2 separate regions of the Anser cygnoides genome follow, and region 2 is linked to region 1. The links are chromatin contacts, called in public Hi-C maps. All regions are on one chromosome and are shown on one strand. The core of a region is the stretch at or near the end of the contact, and the rest is flanking DNA. Distances in the headings are between cores, read along the strand shown.

Region 1 (3,920 bases), core at 377-2,876:
GGTCAGGCCACTGCTGAGGGAGACAGCTCTCACAGCCAGTTTGACAAATCTATCTACAGATACCCTTTGCTTTAGGCACGCAGGCTTTTATGTCACTCTTCAGGATTTTCCTGCCAGCAAGGGCCGTTGCTGCCTCCTGTGCACTGTTTTGTGTGTGTGCTTCATGCCTGTAGCAGCTTCAGTTGCTGCACACAGATAACGGATGATCAATGGCACTCCAAAGAGCTGTAAACCAGCATAAAATGGCAGATTGGTGCCTAGTAATGGCAGTAAAATAGCTGCCTAATTTAAAGAGGAAAACTGTGCCTCGCAAGTCATAAATGAGGGACTCATGCACAGTTTTCAAAATACATGAATTATTGCTGTAGGGGCACTTGGGCCCACTACGCAAGTTCGAGATGGGGCTGGCTTTTCACAGCTTTCGAGGTGTTCCTGTGGCAAGCTGTTAGAGCATGCGGGGTTTGCTTTGCACACCTAGCTTGGAAAGGAGAGCAGAACTGCCTAACATTTCTCTCAGTAGGAATCCAGAGCCTCTGAGCTGCCTTGTGCTGCATAATCCAGTTTCCTGAAATTCTCAGCAAGGAGAGGCATCGCTGACCTCTCTCAGCAGCAGCAAGCAGAGCACACCTAGCTAGACGGCATAGCTCCCTCCAGAAAACCAGGGAAACTGCATGCACGGAGAGTTATTTTGGGGGGATTTGTGAAACCCAGCTCAGTAGTATAGGAGGCAGCACCTGCCTTAAAGCAGCACCCTCTCACGCAAGACTCCTGGCTGCATGAGATTTCCAGCGAGCTCTGTTTTGCTCGGAGGCGAGCGTGGGTGCGTTACGCGCTACCTTAGCAACAGACGCATGCTGCAGCTGTAGCCTTCTGCTCTCTGCAGCAAGAGGAGAGCATCCCCACAGCTTTCTGACAGGCGACATGCTGCGCGGCTCTCCACAGAGCTGTCACTGTCCCCAGCGCCTGCCTGCGGCTCGCAGCATCCTGGCACTTGGTCCGGGCACAGATGCGAGAGCTACAGCTCAAACAGACACGCCTGCCCCGCTGGCTTCCACTCGAGCCCGCTTCTTCAGGCCTCCAGAGAACATCATCTGAGTCACTTTGGCAGGAGCGGGATCAGCTGCTTCGCGCCATCCCCCTCCACCGGTTCTGGAGTCAGATGGCTCCCGCTGCTCAAGGCTTTTTACTAACGTCGAGTGCCGGAGGGTGTCTGCGCGCTTTATGGGATTTCGGGAGAAAACAAACAGAGTAGGCAGGGCACGGGTAATCACTTCAAGAGGGCTGGGGGAACACTTCAAGAGAGTCAGAAAGGGGAAGGGGGGTGGATCTTCCAAGTCAGTGCTGATGTTAGGGCTAGGGAGATGTTGTAAGAGCGTGTGAGGCATTAACGAAATTCAGTTCCTCAGAGAGTTTTGCTTCTGCCCTGGTTCTCACCGATCCACCCCCTGTTGAACCTTGGGACTTTAACAGATGTGTATGCGTGTACATATTTGCGCGTGTGTCCTCGACGGGTGCCCGTCCGCCCGCCGCCCCGGCCATTTGAGCAGCCCCCGCGCTTCGTGCAAGGCGTGCGGGCCTGGGAGAGGAGCCCCGGCCGCGGGCGCTGACGGAAAGCAGCGCGGGGGCGGCCGCCCCCACCCCCACCCCCACCCCCCGCCCACAGGACGGCCGGCCCTGCCCTTCCCCACAGGGGCGGGGAGGCGCCGCCGGCAGGGCGGCGGCCGTTGGCGACCGTTAGGGGCGCGCGACGGGATCGCAACGGCCGCCCTCGCGCTCCGGCAGCCAATCAGCGCCGGCAGAGCGCCCCCCCTCCGCGGGGGGGCGGCCAATCGGCGTCGGCAGAGGGTGTCCCCGCCTCGCGCCTGGCCCCGCCCCCCGGCGGCTGCGGCGGCCAGCGGCGGAGGAAGGCGCAGTTCCGCTCCGATCCGCTCCGCTCCGCTCGGGTCCCCGCCGCCATGTGGCTGCCGGCCGCCTGCCCGCTGCTGTTGCTGCTCGGCGCCCTGCGCCACGGTGAGTCTTGAGGGGCTGGGAGGGGGGGGGGGGGGGGGAGCTGGGGAAGCGCTGCAGCTTTTAATTGCGCGTGTGGGTAATCCTTGTGAGGGGCTGGGGAGTAGTTTCTGCGCGTTCCCTTGCTGGGCTGTGGGTGCCGTTGGTTTTGTGAGGTGCGGTTTTAAAAGTGCCGCGAGGGGCCCTGAAAATAAACCTTGCCCCCGCAAAGTGCCCTCGTGCGGGATACCTGGTTAATAAGTTAATTATAAGCCTTGGTGTTCGGTTGTAACCCGGTGATCGTACGAAAATATAACAGCACAGTTCCAGTGCTGGAGGCTTTCTAAATTTGATCCAAGGCCGCTGCTTTCGAAAAACCTGGGCTACCCCAGTGACGCAACTCTTCTGAAATTTCCCTTCCCCTTGTTGAATTTAGTCACCAGACCCATACCCCGGTTCCAACCTCCTCCAGGCGTGACTGTCAGCAGTTCTCTGAAGTCACAGGGGCTGCCCCGCGCTCCGAGTGGCAGTGGCGTGGTCTCGTCATACCGCGCCGGCCTTTGCTCACTTTCCGTCTTTATCAGGCAAATATGTCAAGCATTCTGAATCACCAGTGCCACTGAGGATTTTGGGAACGATCACTGCTAGGATTACTGGTCAACTAAGCCATCGGTTTGTACGAGTGATGAAAAACAGGAAATTAAAAGGCTTCATACTTTGCAGTCGAACGAGTTTAATTGACTTCCTTCTTCCAGCTCCTGGTGTGATTTTAGTATTGATGTTACTAATTGTTGATGTTCTCAGGAACTGGAGGATGGCTTTTTGTTTCAGATAAAATCTTTAGGCCTTCCTTAAATAGTGGTCAGTGGTACGCTTTTGGAACGGTGCTGCGGTGTTGGAAAAGAGGTTAAAACCAGCAGCAATAACATAACATACGATTATTTTTATTACTTGCTTTTAATACCATTTGTGCGTTAAGCACCGTGGTTTACAATACGGGAAGTGAGTTCATTGTTACAAATTCTCCATTTTCAATCCCGTTCTTTTATATACTCAAACACTTAGTAAAACATTGTTTAAATATGTTATTTTGTGTGCACTTCCTTCATTGCGGAGGAAGAGAAAAATGAAACTGTTCTAAATCTGCAGGCATTTGGCTCCACCTTCAGAGATGAGGAGTAAGTGATAAGCTTTTTTTTATTTTTAAACTAAGCTGCTCTGCCTCTCTTCTTTCAGAAGTGCAGAGGTAGAAATTTCTCCCTGTGACCTTAACGAGCTGTGACTTGCGTGGAGCTGATGGCACTGTGCTTATACTCCTAGACAGCTGTGTGATCTGCAGGAAAAATTTGAACATTAGTGGCACTGCTTGTGGTCAATGTTATGCGCGTGCTTTGCAGAAACCAAGCCTTAAGGCAGTATTTCTGTGTATGGCATTTTAGGGGAAGTGTCCAAATGGCAACCCAAAGCCTTATTACGATTTTTTATTTATGACTGGTTATGGTATCTGTACGTTACATGCATGTGGGAGTGGCTAAGCCTGTATAATAGGGCTGTGATAGAATTATAATAATGCCTTTTTTCTTCTTTTGCTCCTCCCTTAGAACAGGATGCTTTCTTATGATTTTGCAGGAGAGTTCTTGTTTTCCCAAGTTGTGTGTTATAATTATTTTTTCTTCTGTTTCTTTCTTTTTTTTTTGTATTAAGAAATAAGTCTGAATGTATCAATTCTCATTTTTTCTTCCTAGGTTCTGCCCAGCTGGTGTTTAGTACAGTAGATTTTGTTGAAAGAGATGCCTGTAATACTACTGTCATTTTACCTTGCCACGTGGTTAATCTAAAGGAGCATGAAAGTAACATCTTTGTTTCGTGGAAAAAACAAGGAAGAGTACTTTTTTCTTTTAATGGAGCAGAACAGCGTATTTACAGGCATGAGA
Region 2 (3,920 bases), core at 614-3,113, 140 kb after region 1:
AGACAACATTTTTATAACAAAGTAGTTTTTTTCCCTCCAAGTTTACAAAAATCCTACTTGTTCTTCCTTTTCCATCTCAACAATACAGACTTGAAACCACATCATGGTGCCAAGTTTTACACAAAGATTACATGAACTTGCTATAAATTTACTTATATGCTACACTCCGTGTTCTCCGATAATTTTCATCCAATTGCACCTTCAGTGACATTTTCAACCCCCTTCTTCCTCTTCAAGTCAATTGAAACTACGTAGAAGAGGTAACTACAGCTCAATTTTCCAGGCAGCCTCCACATAAATATGGGTACAACAAAAAGCAGGTGTGCTGGGACTGGAGCGTCATCTCACTGTGGATAAAGAGAAACTTCGCTTGCAGGAAGCCAGGTACTTAGGGTCTTACGGATTTCCTGAAAGAATTTCTACTTGTATCCATGAAAATGGATCTTTCTGGGTGATGGTCAGTGGCGGTGCCCATCCCTTTGTGGAACAATCTGTACGGAGAAAAATTCTTCAAGATGGTTTACACTTTCAATAGGTACCACTCGACAGTATTCCTCAAATTCTGGATTGTAATTAAGAAGTTTGTTAAGTTTAGTGCTGCTGGTCATAATTGTCTTTTCCTGGAAAAATCAGGAGGCCATGTAAGATTGGACACAGCACTGGGGGTACTGAGAGATGTTGTCTGTTCTAGTATCTAGCTGCCATCCCTGAACCTCCACCCCATTCCAGCTTTTTGGAAAACAAGGGTAACTAAACCACTGATATTCTTTCTGAAAAGTCCCAGTAATGCAGCAATAATGAGCATTAGGTGTCAGCTAGGGATTGTTATTCTCCACTGCCAAATCATATTTTTTGTGTATTGTACAAGAGAAAGTGGCTTTAAATCCACTGCAAGAGTGGCCTTTTATGATGTAATTAAATTAAGTAAAAGGATTAGTTGTCCAAAATTAGTTCCACCACAACAGTCAATTACAAATCACTTGGAAAACAACTCAAACTTGCAAAGGATGATTTTTTTTTTTCTTAAGAAATGATGATGTCTTGGATTCTTAATTGCTTTGTGCATTCAGAGATGTAAGTATTTCTGTGATTGCAGAAATACATAAAACATCTATACGAGTACTTCTTCCCCTCCTCATAAAAGGCATTTTTACAGACACCAGAGCTGTTCCTTAAACAACACTATCAACCAAATAAAAGGCTGACAGAGAATTGAAGCAACCTGAGTGGGCTCGAGACAACGTTATCCTCCATGCATAGCAGACACAGACCAGCTCAGCCCCTACCACCCATCAGTTCTGCACCTCTTCCTTAACACGTCTTCCATCACCGCGAGCATCCCCAGTGTATTAAAGAAAGCTACCCAGGGTAATCATGAATGCCTTGGGAGACTGATGCAGTGTCATGACAACGCAAAGTAATTATGCCTTTTTAATAAACATCAGAAGTGCTACTTTTTTAAACCCTATGAAGCAGTACTTTTATCCCAATGTTGCCTGTTCAGTAAAGATTTCAATACGCTGGCACAGAGTTAAGCTACTCAGGATGGGGTTCTGTTGCCTAAGCCAGGCCTCCAGTGCTATGAGAAGCGATGGAGACCCCCCCCAGGGACTGGCAGATGTGCCAGCAGGCCCCAGAAGACACCCACCCTTCTGGAGCAGTAGCTGGAGGCCAGGCAGCCCATCTGGATGGCCAATCCATAGGGTGGAGTAAATTTTCCTGCCCCCAGGCTTTGCAGTGGTGTTTTTATACCCACCTCCCAGTTCTGCAGTCACCAACTCATGAGCATTTGCATTTGGGCTTCCTTTCAAGCACACAAGTAGTCCCTGAGGTCAACATAAGGGAGGTTTGGTGGAAGAGTTATGCCTAAACGTAAAAATCCTCCAGATCAAGATTTAAGAGCCGTGGCCTTTGAGCCCTCACTCATCACAGCTCTCCTGTTGACCTTGTGAAACACTGGTGAGATCAGCTACATGCAGAAGTGCTAGCAGTCACAGGAGCTGAAATTTGTTTGCAGCATGTGACTTTCAGCCAAAGGTACAAACCCATAATTATTACAATATAAAGGATAAAGACCATGGGATGAAGAACAGATTCATTTATAGTCTTGAAAAAATATCCGGAAAGACAGCTTTATGTTCTGCCACTGCCTCCTATTTGAAGGCAGAAAGGCAGGAAAATCTGCAATAAAAACTCTTGATTTCACAGAGGCTACCCCAGAAGAGGAGAGTCATAGGGGAGCACAGTGCGCTCGATATTTTTGCATCTTGGTGCATAGCCAAGACATACACAGAAGCCAAAATAGAGCATGCTAGGGACGAGCTCCTGAACAGCTCCAAACTGCACCACCAGGGACTACCTCCGCTCTACACTGCGCTCCTGGGCCAAGCAGAGGCGATAATTTATTGTACAGCTGGAGGGATTGTTACACCTTGAAGAGCTGATCGATTAGTTTTTCTTTAGAGGTAGGCACATGAAACTTTCACTAAAGCAGATGGACCTGCATGCTTATGCCAGGCTTTGCCATGAGGGTTATTTGGTGATTTTATACCGAAGAACTGCATTTCTGTCCTACAAAGATGCAGTAGTATCCAAATCCTTTTCCCAACAGCCCTTTATAAAGTTACCGTGTGTTCTGAGGACATCACATGTCAATGCACTTGTATCACCTCATAATTAGCTGTAATTACTATATGATGGTTTCCAGACTTAAGCACAGTTAACCATTAACCTGTGTTTGCAGACTGTATTTGCTGAACAGCATGCCGTGTTCCTTCATTCCCCAAAGCTATGTCATCGTTCAGTGACAGACCTTATCAGAGTGGCCAACTAAAACAGTTTTTGTGGGGATGAGGGGAAAAGGCCACAGATATCTAGTTATTACTTATATGTATTTTTAAATGTATTAATCAAACATGACAGTTTTCTCTAAAAGCTTGTCAAGAAACAAAACAAATGAACATGGGTACTGCTAGCTTTCATGCTTTCTGAATGAAACATTCAAATATCCAATTCCATTCTTTGTGCATATAGAAGGCTAAGAAAAAGGGGAATCAAAACAACTCAAACTCCCAGTTAAGATTTCCTTACTGTGCCTAATCTGTATATGTACACATCTGTAAGGGGGGAATAAAAGATGTACTTTGAGTCTCCACCATAGCATAACTGTAATTTAGTTGTTCCTTCCATAACAATGAATATATTGTTAACTCTTCCATCGGCAGGTTTGTAAAGCATTTGGAGTAAGATTCAGCTGTTGTGAAAAAATACAATATAAAGAATACTGTACTCAGTATCTATTAACCATTCTAGCAATAAAGATAATCAACAGAATGCCAAGGATGACAGAAGTTTTGTACACAGAAGAATGTTATGCTTCTTGAACCCTTTTTTTTTTTAAAGGAATAATACTTTTTGTTTGTGCAATCACATCTGTGGGACTTGCCCTGCATTACGCTAGAAATTGAAGTGTTACAGATCTCTGCCAACTTTAAGGAAAGTGCTTGATACACAATATACCATGAGATAAACTGAAATAATCTGTCAATCACTCACGTAATGGCCATTACATTCAGAGAAGCATCAAGTACTGTATTTGTATCAAGTACTGTATTTGAAGATTGCTTTGCTGCTCCTTTTCATTTGCTGGGGAAAAAACAAGAAGGATTTAGAAATTCAAGGCACTTGTCACCCGCCTGCCATCAGTATTCCACTTCAACACAGGACCTGTGGCAGCCTACCTCAGGCTGCAAGAGCCCTGCTGCAAACTGTTCACCTCTCTGGAAACTAAACCTATGACTTTAAACCTATGACTTCCAGCTGCTGCCACAGCAACTGAGCCTGAGAAAGACCGCTGGCTGCCAGCTTGGCCAGCGTGAGGAGTTCCTCTGAGGTCTCCAGCGCTACCTTCTGCTGAAGTC

The links. Hi-C and Micro-C count contacts between places; a contact is called where the count stands out from the background.
Region 2: a Hi-C map of liver shows a contact between it and region 1, with 3 times the contacts expected there. The contact joins the enhancer-like site here to the promoter of CD47 in region 1. A contact is called at or near these places in 2 of 7 Hi-C or Micro-C datasets (both in liver).

Annotation. Positions count from the first base shown.
Region 1 is chr1:92,348,622-92,352,541 of Taihu_goose_T2T_genome, forward strand. CD47 (CD47 molecule) reads left to right here and starts at 1,627. Exons shown (of 11, transcript XM_067002547.1): 1 at 1,627-2,010; 2 at 3,732-3,920. The coding sequence starts at 1,956.
Region 2 is chr1:92,488,213-92,492,132 of Taihu_goose_T2T_genome, forward strand. All of the region lies in intron 2 of BBX (BBX high mobility group box domain containing), which reads right to left. Among named protein-coding and RNA genes, the nearest start is that of BBX, 46 kb to the right of the region's middle. Within about 2 kb of position 1,864, at least 2 of the 3 cell types and tissues checked have open chromatin away from gene starts, as enhancers often do. A contact at or near this core is called in liver, where this site is marked.